Linked DNA regions of Mus musculus: region 1 is linked to region 2. A link is a contact called in public HiChIP or PLAC-seq data. All regions are on one chromosome and are shown on one strand. The core of a region is the stretch at or near the end of the contact, and the rest is flanking DNA. Distances in the headings are between cores, read along the strand shown.

What was found. HiChIP or PLAC-seq counts read pairs in DNA pulled down with a chosen protein or histone mark.
Region 1: an H3K4me3 HiChIP or PLAC-seq map of bone marrow-derived macrophages shows a contact between it and region 2, with 3 times the contacts expected there. The contact joins the enhancer-like site here to the promoter of Wdr37 in region 2. A contact is called at or near these places in 6 of 39 promoter capture datasets (the C10 cell line, the HPC-7 cell line, HPC-7-derived erythroid cells and 4 more), 6 of 484 Hi-C or Micro-C datasets (the G1E-ER4 cell line, the HPC-7 cell line, centroblasts and 3 more), 11 of 115 datasets of contacts at active chromatin or transcription factors (the SCID.adh cell line, bone marrow-derived macrophages, embryonic stem cells and 5 more) and 3 of 9 other capture datasets (adipose tissue, liver and macrophages).

What each region holds. Positions count from the first base shown.
Region 1 is chr13:9,113,111-9,118,852 of GRCm38.p6, forward strand. The region is part of intron 1 of Larp4b (La ribonucleoprotein domain family, member 4B); the gene reads left to right. Among named protein-coding and RNA genes, the nearest start is that of Larp4b, 22 kb to the left of the region's middle. Within about 2 kb of position 1,786, at least 13 of the 459 cell types and tissues checked have an H3K27ac peak or open chromatin away from gene starts, as enhancers often do. A contact at or near this core is called in the G1E-ER4 cell line and bone marrow-derived macrophages, where this site is marked.
Region 2 is chr13:8,868,069-8,873,744 of GRCm38.p6, forward strand. It overlaps Wdr37 (WD repeat domain 37), which reads right to left and starts at 2,976. Exons shown (of 14, transcript NM_172445.3): 1 at 2,802-2,976.

The DNA.
Region 1 (5,742 bases), core at 536-3,035, 240 kb after region 2:
GCCATGAGAGAATATGATCTAGCAACATGGAGCAAATGAATGAGACACTCCAGTTCCTATTTTGTCTCACTTCCTTACACCTCCTCTCTAGAAATAGAAAAATAATAACACTAAAAAATAGCCTTCTTTTCAGCCCTACAATGCTAGAGTTTTATTTTAATAACTCTCCATTAGAACTGCTTTGACAATTTTCCCCCCTGATGAATTTACTTAGTTTCAAAGAAGTCAGAGTCTAGTAGGTAAACTGTTTCACTTATAAATACATTTGGACATTAAAAGTAAAAACAATTTGGCTTTTAAAATTGATTGCCCAGGGATCCACACAGTACTAAGGCAGGTGTCCAGTTGTGAAGAGCCTGTTTTTCTTATTCAGAGAAAACTGTTTACTTACCTAGTTGAATATTATTCATTTACTATTTTTTAACTTGCAAAATTTATTTTTGTGTGTATATGTAGTTGCACATGTGTGTGTGTGTGTGTGTGCGCCTGTGTGGCCCCAACCCATGCCAGGGTGCATGTGTAGAAGTGAGGACAGCTTTCTCGAGTTCTTTTCTGCCACCCTGTAGGATCCCCAGAGCAAGTGAAAGCATCAGGCCTGTGCTCAAGTACTTCCACCCTCTGAGCCATCTTGTTGGCCCCTCACTTACCTTTTTCTTCTTTTTCCTTTTTGGTAAACTTTTAGAAATTAAGTTGGAGTTCTTGAACGTGACTGTATAGTAGCGTCTAGTACTTTCCTTGTGTTTCATCCCTTGGTCCCAGTCATGAGACTGAGAAGAGACTTGGTAAACGTCATTGTATGAATGCTGATGGTGAAGGACATAGAGTACTTACTTGGTCAGCACTGTAGTGAGTCATTTGTGTTTGAGTGATAATGAAAGATGCATCAGTGGACTGAGTTGTACTGTTGGATCCTTGCTACAGTGTGTCTATCTGTGCAGTGTGCAAGAAGTGAAACCTCAATCATACATTGTCAATCTCTTTGCTTATTTCTTTCTAGTTTTGTTTTTTAAGTAACTACTAAGTTATGTGAATTTTAAAAATCTAGTTACAACCTTACTGTTTATCATTTCATATCATGGTTTTTTTTTTGTTTGTTTGTTTGTTTGTTTGTTTTTTACTTTGCCGGTTTTGTCAATTTTTAAACCGTTGTGATTGATTGTACTAGTTTCTGCTTTTCTGTAGTTGAGTGTCTTATTTCCTTTTTATGGCAAAAGCCAACACAATTATTCTTCATAAAAATGGTTTGCAGCCGGGCGTGGTGGCGCATGCCTTTAATCCCAGCACTTGGGAGGCAGAGGCAGGCGGATTTCTGAGTTTGAGGCCAGCCTGGTGTACAAAGTGAGTTCCAGGACAGCCAGGGCTATACAGAGAAACCCTGTCTCGAAAAAACAAAAACAAACCAAACAAACAAAAAAATGGTTTGCACATTTCCTTTGATTTCATCAAGGACACATTTTAAGTATAAATAAATGTGACATTTTAATTGAGTATCAGTAATATCTAAGCCATATTTTCCTTAGATTTAAATATACGAAGTTTTTACTTTTGAGTACAGTTTCATAAACCTCACTCAGCTGACCTGTACTATCTGGTTTCAGCAGCCATTGATCTGCCGTCCTTGTGGTTTTGTTTCTTTTTCTCTCTTTAAATTTTATTAGCATATTTAAAAAGCAAATTCCAGATTGTATTAGTTTCCCATTCTTACGACAAACTGCCTAAGAAGTAATTAAAGGGAGGGAGGGGTTTCTGGCTCTCAGTTTGAGGCCATACATTCCATCTTGCAGGAAAGGCACTATATATAGCAAGACCAGGAAGTGGGAAGAATGCCTAGAGTTCCAGTTTCAGTGATAAGACTAAGAAATGGCCCCAGTCAGGATCTGATTTACAGTTTTATCTATAAAGTAGGATAAAAATCCCTCTGGTCTCGGGCTCCTAAATGCTGACATTGTAGCCATATGCCACTATGTTAAGCACTAAACTCTTTAACATCTTGGTATTTTTAATGATTAATTTTTTTACTAATTAATTAATTTCATGTATGTGAGTATACTGTCGCTGTCTTCAGACACACCAGAAAAAGGCATCAGATCCCCATTACAGATGGTTGTGAGCCACCATGTGGTTGCTGGGAATTGAACTCAGGACCTCTGGAAGAGCAGTCAGTGCTCTTAACCGCTGAGCTGTCTGTAGCCCACATCTTGATATTTTAAAAATCATTCATTCTTCATTTACTGAGGCTTTTCTCTTGATGACTGTTTTGTCATGAAATATTGATTAATCTGGGGGGGGGGTGGACTACATAACTGTTTCCCTTAATAATCTGTAGGATAATGAATTGGTGTCCTTACAGTATAGTGGTGATGTTTTTAGCTTTCAGGGACTTTTAGATACCATATTTCATATACATTCAAGACCTTTGCCTCTCCTGCTGTGGCTTTAGTGTTCTTGTAGTGTAGCCACACTTACTATGAATAGTTTCCTTACTTTCATATTAAGATATCCCAGGTTTATCTTTTAAAAAACAAAAACAAAAGCCCAACCTACTTGGTGTCAGACAAGCTGGTGATAGCCCTTTAAACATTTTTTTTTCCTTAATATTGAGACTCATACTCATTCTGGCACCAAACATGCAAGGCAGCTGAGATTGACCTTGAACTTCAATTGTCCTGCCTCCATTTCCTGAGATTATATAGTAGGTAGTACAATTCGGTACTACCACACCTAGTTTACATGGTGCTGGGAATTGAACCCTGCATCCCGGATCCCCTTTGTCTTCTTACTGAGCAGCCTGTTTGCTTGTGCATGAATGCTGTTGTGTGGTATATAGTTGTATACATGTACACATGTGTATGCACATCTGTATGTATGTGCGTGGAATTCAAAGGTCAAAGGCTTATCTACCCTTTTTGAGAGACACAGTCTCTCACTAAACCTAGAGCTCAATGATTAGCCTACAGTAATTAGGCTACTGCACCTAACTTTTTATGTATGTGCTGGGGGACTGAACTCAGTTCCTCACTCTCAATGCTAAGTACTTTGTTGCCTGGACTATCTCCCCAACTTGAAGCAGCCTTCTCAGTCCTCAAATAAAGACTGTATTAGCAACAACAACAACAAAACCTGAACAAGGTACACACACACAGTTAAAATTCATTAAAGCCCATAATGGCTGTAGAACAGTCATGAGGCGTGAAAGTAAAGTGTTTGCAGTTACAGGTTAGAGGAGGGAGGACTGGAGAAGGGCTGGGAAACGTGACTAAAGTGGAAGAGGAAAGAAGAGTGAGTTTTTAAAAGTTCACTTAGCAATGAAAATTTTAAAAAGGATTAGATATATATGTGGGGAAAAAAAAAGGCATGATAGCTCTTAAACTCAAAATACTATTCAAAGTATAGTAAATGACCTGTTGGAGTGGCTTTTTCTCAGTTCTCCAAAATTGGACTCTTCATGGTGGGCGGGGTGGGAGGGGTAGGAGTTGGGGGTGGGGAGAGTGTCAGTTAAACTGGGAGAGTCTTTCTTACAATTTATATTGGTGCTGAGCCCATGCTAGACAAGTGTCGTGTCTGTCACTGCAGTTCAGTAGCGTCTGTGCTTTGTGCACTGGGAGCCTCTGATGGCCACACTTAACTGTGTAGGCTGTGAGCTGGGCAGGTTCTCCCTCCTCCCCCAGATGCTCTGAGCCTGACTCTGGGGTGCTCTGGAATCAGGGAAGCAAACAGCACTGAAATCTGTACACGTGCTCTAGGAGATACAGCTTTAGTCCTCTGCAGCTTCAGTGCTCAGCTTCTGCTGCAACAGCAGATCTAAGTCTCCAGAGGTTAAGGCATCCCTGCCCCAGGGCTTGACAGATTTGGATGAGACTATCCTGCTCACTCCCAGATTGACACTAAGCCCTGTGCCACTTAGGTTTTTTCACTCACATTCTTTGAAACGGTGTTTCTTGTTATTCTGACTCTTGTGATTCTATTCTGACACTGTGATTCAAGACCAGCTTCATCTTAAGTAGTTTTCTTTTTTGTCCTTTTTCTTTCCATTTTATTAATTATTTATTTACATCTCAAATGTTGTCCCCCTTCCTGGTCCCTCCTTCCTAGTAGTTTTCTTACATACCTAAATCTGCCCTTCAGAATTGCCCTGACTGGGCTAGGGAAATAGCTGACTTTGTAAGAACACTTAACACACACACAGCATGAGGACCTGAGTTTAAATCTTAGGCACTCACATAAAAAGCTGGATATGGCCATTCACACCTGTAACCCTAGCACTGTGGGAGCCAGAGACAGGAGGGTCACTAGGGTTGGCAGTCACCCTGCCTCCACATTACTGAAACCCACTCAGTCTCAAAGGTTTAAGACAAAGCGTACATACACATGTGCATATGGATCCACACATCTAAAGCAGAGAGCTGCCCTCCCTCCAGCTTCTTTGATTTTTTTAGAGGGTGGGTTGGGCAAATACTAAGTAGTTTTTCATTGCTCAGGTGATTTAGGATAATCTATATGACTTATAAAATACCTGTTTAGGGCTGAGGATATAGGTAAGGTGGTAGAGTTCTTGTCTGTTATGCACAAGGTCCTGGGTTCAACTCCCAGCACAGCATAAAGTGGGCATGGTAGGGCATGCCTGCAATCCGAGCATGCAGAAAATGGAGACTTTAGAACCAGAAGTCACAAGTTTTCTGACTACACAGCAAGCAAGGTCAAGGACAACCTGAGCTACAATCCTTAGGGAGTCATGGGGCCTCAAGAGTGCCCACTCCCACATGGTAGGTTGATCACAGCTGCTGTGGGCTCAGGAGTGTTGTGGCCATGCTGTGCCTAGCAGAGAGCTTTCCTAAATATTTTATCCTTTCTTTAGGTTCTTACAGTCTTGAAACTATCTTCTATGAGGTGACTGTGGATGTCCCATTGGTCATTGAAACTGTCTTCTATGAGGTGACTGTGGATGTCCCATTGATGACTGAGTGTGCAGCAGTCAGTGTGATCACTGTGACCACTGTGAGTCTGTAGTTACTGCTGCTCGCTGCGGGGGGTGTCTCTTGTGCCAAAGTTGACAGCTTTTGCAAAAGCCTAAGAGGGAGAAATGATGGGCATATCATAGCAAAATTAGACCTATAGCCCCCACAGGCCCAGCTCTGACCAGGCTTGATGAGACCAGAAGGGATTTCCCCCCTGGAGTGGAGTGGGTCTCAATACCAGCCAAAACGAAGGGGACATACCTCTATTTTATTAGCAGGGCATACCCTACCTAACAGGTTGATGATATACCATGAAAGACCCACCATAGAGTAAGATTGTTCATGACAATTCTCACCCTGGAGCCTGGGTAGCCCATTCTGGTACTATAGAGGCTACCTAGGGAGAAAGATTTTTAATCTCAGTTCAAATTGATTTCTCTGTGACCTGCAACTTAGATCATGTGGCGTCTTCAGCAGTAAGGTCATCTAGTCCTGGTTGGCAGTCAACCACTGTGGCAATTGCCTGTGTTGTTTGATATTCTCAGATCTTCCTGACCAGCGACTTGGGAGGTGAGGGAGTCATTGGGGACTCTTCATTTCATAACCTATGGCTTCTGAGAGTTAGATTATCTACGCAGTCAAGTTACTTCAGTTCAACTTCTTATTTTTAAATCAGCTTACCAAGTATCCGTAAAGCTTTTTCATAGGGTAGGCACCCTCCTAATTCCCTCCTGTTTCCTTTTCTTCCATTTTTCTTACTTTTTTTTTTCTTTCTGTTTTTTGTTTG
Region 2 (5,676 bases), core at 1,726-4,225:
CTTCAATTTGTAGTCTGATGGTATTTTACAAACTAGACAGTATTAAAAAGGTAACTGAAGCCGGGCGTGGTGGCATGCCTTTAATCCTAGCACTAGGGAGGCAGAGGCAGGCGGATTTCTGTGTTCGAGGCTAGCCTGGTCTACAGAGTGAGCTCTAGGACAGCCAGGGCTACACAGAGAAACCCTGTCTCGAAAAACAAAACAAAACAAAACAAAAAAAAGCAAAACAAAAGGTAGCTCAAAAGAGAAAGAAAACTCTTTCACTCTGAAAATAAAATAGGTCTACCTGGGCATAATGGTGCATGCCTTTAATCCGAGCACTGGGGGGGGGGAGGGGGGGTGTAGAAGCAGGCAGATCTCTGAGTTCAAGGCCAGTCTAATCTGGTCTAAATAGAGAATCCCAAGACAGGACAGCCAAGGCTTCACAGAGAGGAACTGTCTCATAAAAAAAGAGAAAATACATCTGGGGTGGGATGTAGCTCAATGGGAAGGAGGCTGATTGCTAGGCATAGCTGAGACCTTGGGTTTCATCACCAGCATCACACCAAACAAATTATTTTATAAAGTTACTTTTACTATGCACTAATTCACCTATATATGTTTTTAAAAAGAAAGAATCTAAAGCTCCAAAAGGTAATTACTTTCTTTCAAACACTCACATCAATTCACCCAGTTCAGTAAGACAGATCAGTACATTAAATGTAAAGCTGCAATATAGTTTCTCCTGCACTCCTAACTGGTTGGCCTGCCAAACTCATCTGTCCTTATTCCATGCTGTCATGGGCATATCCTCTTCTCTGCTGTTTATAAACAAGGCAGAACAATACATGTCCAGCTTTAGTGCAACATATTTAACAAATGAATAAAATCTCTACACACACTGTTAATATACCAAATTCACTACCTTGGTAAATGGTATAACATTAAACCGCACCAATGAACACTTAGCTCTCTCTCTTTTCAAGGCTCTTTTTAGTATGTATGTTCCACAGTAAGGTGTTACTACCTACAGTATCAGATTTTTATTAAGTACATACAACCAAACAGGAAGCCTGCTGAAGTAGTTTTATAAGCAATACAACAAACAATGTATGCTTTTATTTGAGATAATATAAAACATTACTCTCTATTTCATACTTTGGAGGAAGAATTTTAATTTTCTTTCAACAAGAAAAAACTGATTTATTTCAAAATAAATACCCGGTTTATCCCAAAAATGTTAGTTATACATTAAAAAGATGGTTATATAATTTGCAGATGGTAGTATAAACTATAAAATGTCACTGAACCTCCAAAAGTTCAATAAAGGTATTAATAATATTAATATTTTAAGTGTTGATTGTAATAGTACTTTTAAAATTAACTTCTAGAGGGCTGAATCAATGCAATATCTAACCAGTAACAGAAAAGAGAATGGTCTCTACACGCAACCTTGGAAATCTGTCACCAGAATTAAGTTACTTAAAATGTTCTGTCACTGATGAGATGAAGGCAAATGATGCACACTTATCGAGTCTAAGGATGGCACTGAGCTGACAGGCATCAGTAATTAAATAAGCTACCACCAAGAATTTTTTTCTCAATAACCAAAAAAGAAATTCAAATCTAGAAAGCATATCTTTCTTTGAATAAATCAGGACAGGACAACTAACAAAACTCTTAGTATCACTGCTGGGGGAAATACCCAACCCCAAGGATTTTACCTCAAATCAAGGGCAAAGTAAGATAACAGACCAACGTACCTATACTAAAGGAAGTAACATCTCAGAGTAAGAAAACCAAAGGAAGCATACTTAGGTCCTGTGTCCAGAAATTTATGCAAGAAGGCTTGATATACACTGCAAAAACGTAGCTGTCATAAACATCAAGGTCACACTGTTATTTCATGTGGCCACTGGCCACTGCTCTGCGTCTCCTATGGGCAACACTAATAGAAGGCCTCTACTTACTTTGGTCAGGTTATATTTATATATACTATGCTCAAGTATGTGGCTTAGGTGTCAAAGAGAATTTACAAACACTTGAAAATGTGATCGGCAAAGTAACCAAAACAGCAAGGAAGGTAGCATAATAGAAGATTTCTTAGAAAAGGGAGAAGTATCCTGGAGGCTTATTATCACCAGGTGTACTGCTTAGAGGTAAAAAGGTTTCAGTACCGCTTTGATGGCATACTTTGTAGGCCACAATAAGCAATGTAAAGAAAACCCATCTGAACTTCAAAGAAACTGCCTAGCAATCTACATCCGGGCAAGAGAGTGAGTGGTGTAGAGCTAACGGTCCTCGTCTTCAAGCACAAGAAACATCGAAGAGTTCAAGTTAGATGATAAAACCTCTAAGAACCTGATCAATCGTTCGGTTATGTCTGCTCGCGAAGTGAAATGGCATATTTATGCAACTTTTTGGTAAAACTGGCCCATTATGATGCCTTAAAACTTAGGAAATAGAAGTGTACGGGGAAGAAAAGGAAGTCTTCAGAAAGAGAAACAAAGGCGTGGCGGGGTTTTACCACTTCAGCATCTGCTTACCCCATCTCCGCCCCCCACCCTTCCTCCTTCCCAGAGGCCATACCCCGTCTTTGCGGGATCGAAGGCCACCATCTTCGAAAACTCTGGGCTTCCCACGGGACACAGACAGCCAGGTAGACGCCACTTGAGTACACAGGGAGCCAGAGAGAGTGCGCAGGATTAGGACTGTATCCTTCATCCACCTCGAAGCCTCGTCCCCACCGCCACCCGGACACCTGACATCCCCCGAGCGCCCGAGAAGGATGCCAAGCCAGACAGCTGAGAAGATGGCGTCACCTGTCACAGCAGCAGCACTCGCGTCCGCCTGGAACCAGCCTACGTCGCACTCAATTCGTAGATCCCCCCGCGACGAGGCTCCCGAGGCAGACCCAGAGCAGGAAAAAAAACCGGCCGATTCCCGCACTGACACAACCCGGCGACCCGAACTGGCGCGCCCGTACTTCCGGTAACTGCGGAAGTCCCGCCCTCAGAGATGGTCCTTAAAAAAAAAAAAACAGACCGGAAGCTCCGCCCCATGCCCAACGGCTGCGGAAGTTCTTTCCTGGTCTCCTTCGCTCAGTCCCACAGGCTTGTTCCGCGGGATAGTCTCCTGTTTTGGCTTTCGGCTTTGACGCCGGGTCCTGGAGACCTAAACTATGGCCTAGCAGCGCGCTGAGCCAAGACCCAGCGAGTGACTGCAGAACGAGTATGGCGTCCCCTGGTGGCGCAAGTAGGCTCAGCGCTTTCCCTGTTAGGAGCTTTCCCAAGGTGCTTACAGGCACTGCTAGACCCCAAATTCTGCACCACACACTAACGGTACACGCGATCCTTGCACGAATTGCTCCCCGAGACCCTGTAGCGTCGGTAACAGGGAGAAGCACACACAGCCTCCCGGACCGTGGGTACTTACCACTGCAGGGATTCCGGTGAGGGGTCCACGGTCAGGCAGGTTTTAAGTCCATCTGTCCTAAACACTCGCACAGCCCAAAAACTGGTAAGAAAAATAATCTATTAAAATGCAAAGTCGAGTGTACTATTTAACGTAATCGCTTTCAGAATCTCTCAAATCCAACTGCTTTACAGGCTGATCTGCTAGGAATGGCTCCTCAGGCAGGGCTCAGTGGGAGTCTTGCTAGCTGGCTGCAGGAGAGCCTGGTAGAGATAGAACTATTAATATTTCAGCTTATCTGCAGAAGATGACTCACCCAGTTTCCTTCTGAAATATCTGATCACCATTGGCTAAGAGGGGAAAATAGAATCAGCTGTTCACTGCAAAAGGTGGGACTTGAGCCGCTTTTCCCCGTTAATCAGGGTTGGGAAGACCTACATAGCAGAATGGAGCTGTTACATAAACAGCCTTGTCTCTGCGAGCAACTTGAACTAGATGTTTAAAACTCACCTACAGTAAAAGCATGATAGTATTTTCCTTCTATATGGGTCAACATTCTTCCTATAAGATAAAACTGAAGGTTCAGATTCAAGAAGCAGTAATGCAAGATGTTTGCTGGAGAAGAAATAAATTTATCGTATTTGGAGACTCGAATAACCAAAACATTCTGTACAAGAAATTGTGGGTTACTTGTGTATCAAGTATAATATTCAGGGGGCTGGAGAGATAGCTCAATGGTTAAGAGCTCTGACTGCTCTTAAACTGAGTTCAAACCCCAGCAACCACATGGTGGTTCACAACCATCTGTACAGCTAGAGTGTACTTGTATACATAAAATAAATAAATAAATCTTTTTTTAAAAAAAATATAGTATACAAAGCTTATCACTAGTAACAGTCTATAAATATGAACTGAGAAAAAAAAGATTTGGCTTCTCAGAGAAATCACTGTCAAATTTGGAGGCTGTGATATTTATTTAAGAAAATTTTAACTAGTAACAAAGAATGCATAAGACATTCTGCTGTTAATGATAGCCAGCAGAAAGTACTGTAAAGCATAGTTCCATATCCAAGTAGCATTCCACTAAGTTTGCAACAAAGCAGCCACATTTGGGTGCCACTTAAGATACTTTTAATGGAAGTACATTTTATCTTTGGTATATTTAGAGTTCCACCAAAAAAAAAAAAAAAACAAAGCGTGGTGGTTTTAATAAAATGGCCCCCATAGGCCTAGAGGGAGTGGCATTATTAGGAGATGTTGCCTTGCTGGAGTAGGTGGGATGTTGCTGGAGGAAGTGTGTGCCTGAGAGCAGTCTTTAAGGTCTCAGAAGGTCAAGTCTGGCAAGTGAGTCTCAGTCTCCTACTGCTTTCAGATCAAGAAGTAGAACTCTCAGCTCCTCCTGCAGTACCATGTCTGCCTGCATGCTGCCCTTCTTCCTACCAAGACAAGAATGGACTGAACCTCAGAGCTGTAACCAGCTCCAGTTAGATGTCTTTTGTAAGAATTGCTGTGGTCTTGGCGTCTCTTCACAGCAAGGAAACCCTAAGAGGTAGCTGTCTGTTAAGAGCACTGAGTATTCATGCAGAAGACCCAGTTTCAGTTCCCAGCACCCACAGGTTACAATTGACTGTTGTTGAGGTTCAGAAATTGCATCACAAACCATACGAACACAGATCTCAGGTAAGCAAAAATGGTTTGTAGAACACACACTCCAAGACTGATCAATCAGGACCACAAAAAGGATTCGGGAACCTAATTTTGTGGTACCAGTCTGTTTTTAGGGCAGGCTTTTTATAGGAAAAAACAGATTCAAAGGTTTAGAAGGTAAGGGGGTTGTGGGGGAGTAGCACAAAATGTTGCCTAACTAGACAAAAGTAGTAGCTGCTAACTTTAAGCTGATTGGTCCTGAGTAAGGTAAGAGGGGTGGCAGGTAGTAAAAGGGAATTTCAGAGCACTGAGATAACAGAGCATAAGTACTATAATCATAACTTCTTGGCTTATTAGTAGCATTCTTCAGTGTCAGCTATGGATAATCACTTCTGGAAAGTGGAGTCTGAGAACTGAACTTAATTTCAACTTATGAGCAAAATGGAGACTGAATACAAAATTGCTGCAGTGATGTTAAAAGGAGCAGGCTTCAACATCTGTAATTTCAGTTCTGTGGGCTCCGATGCCTTCTTCTGATCCCCTCAGGTATAAAGCACACATATGGTGTACATGTATGTAAAATATTCATACATATAAAGTTTTAAAAGTTTAAAGAAAAAAATTAGCAGGGCAGTG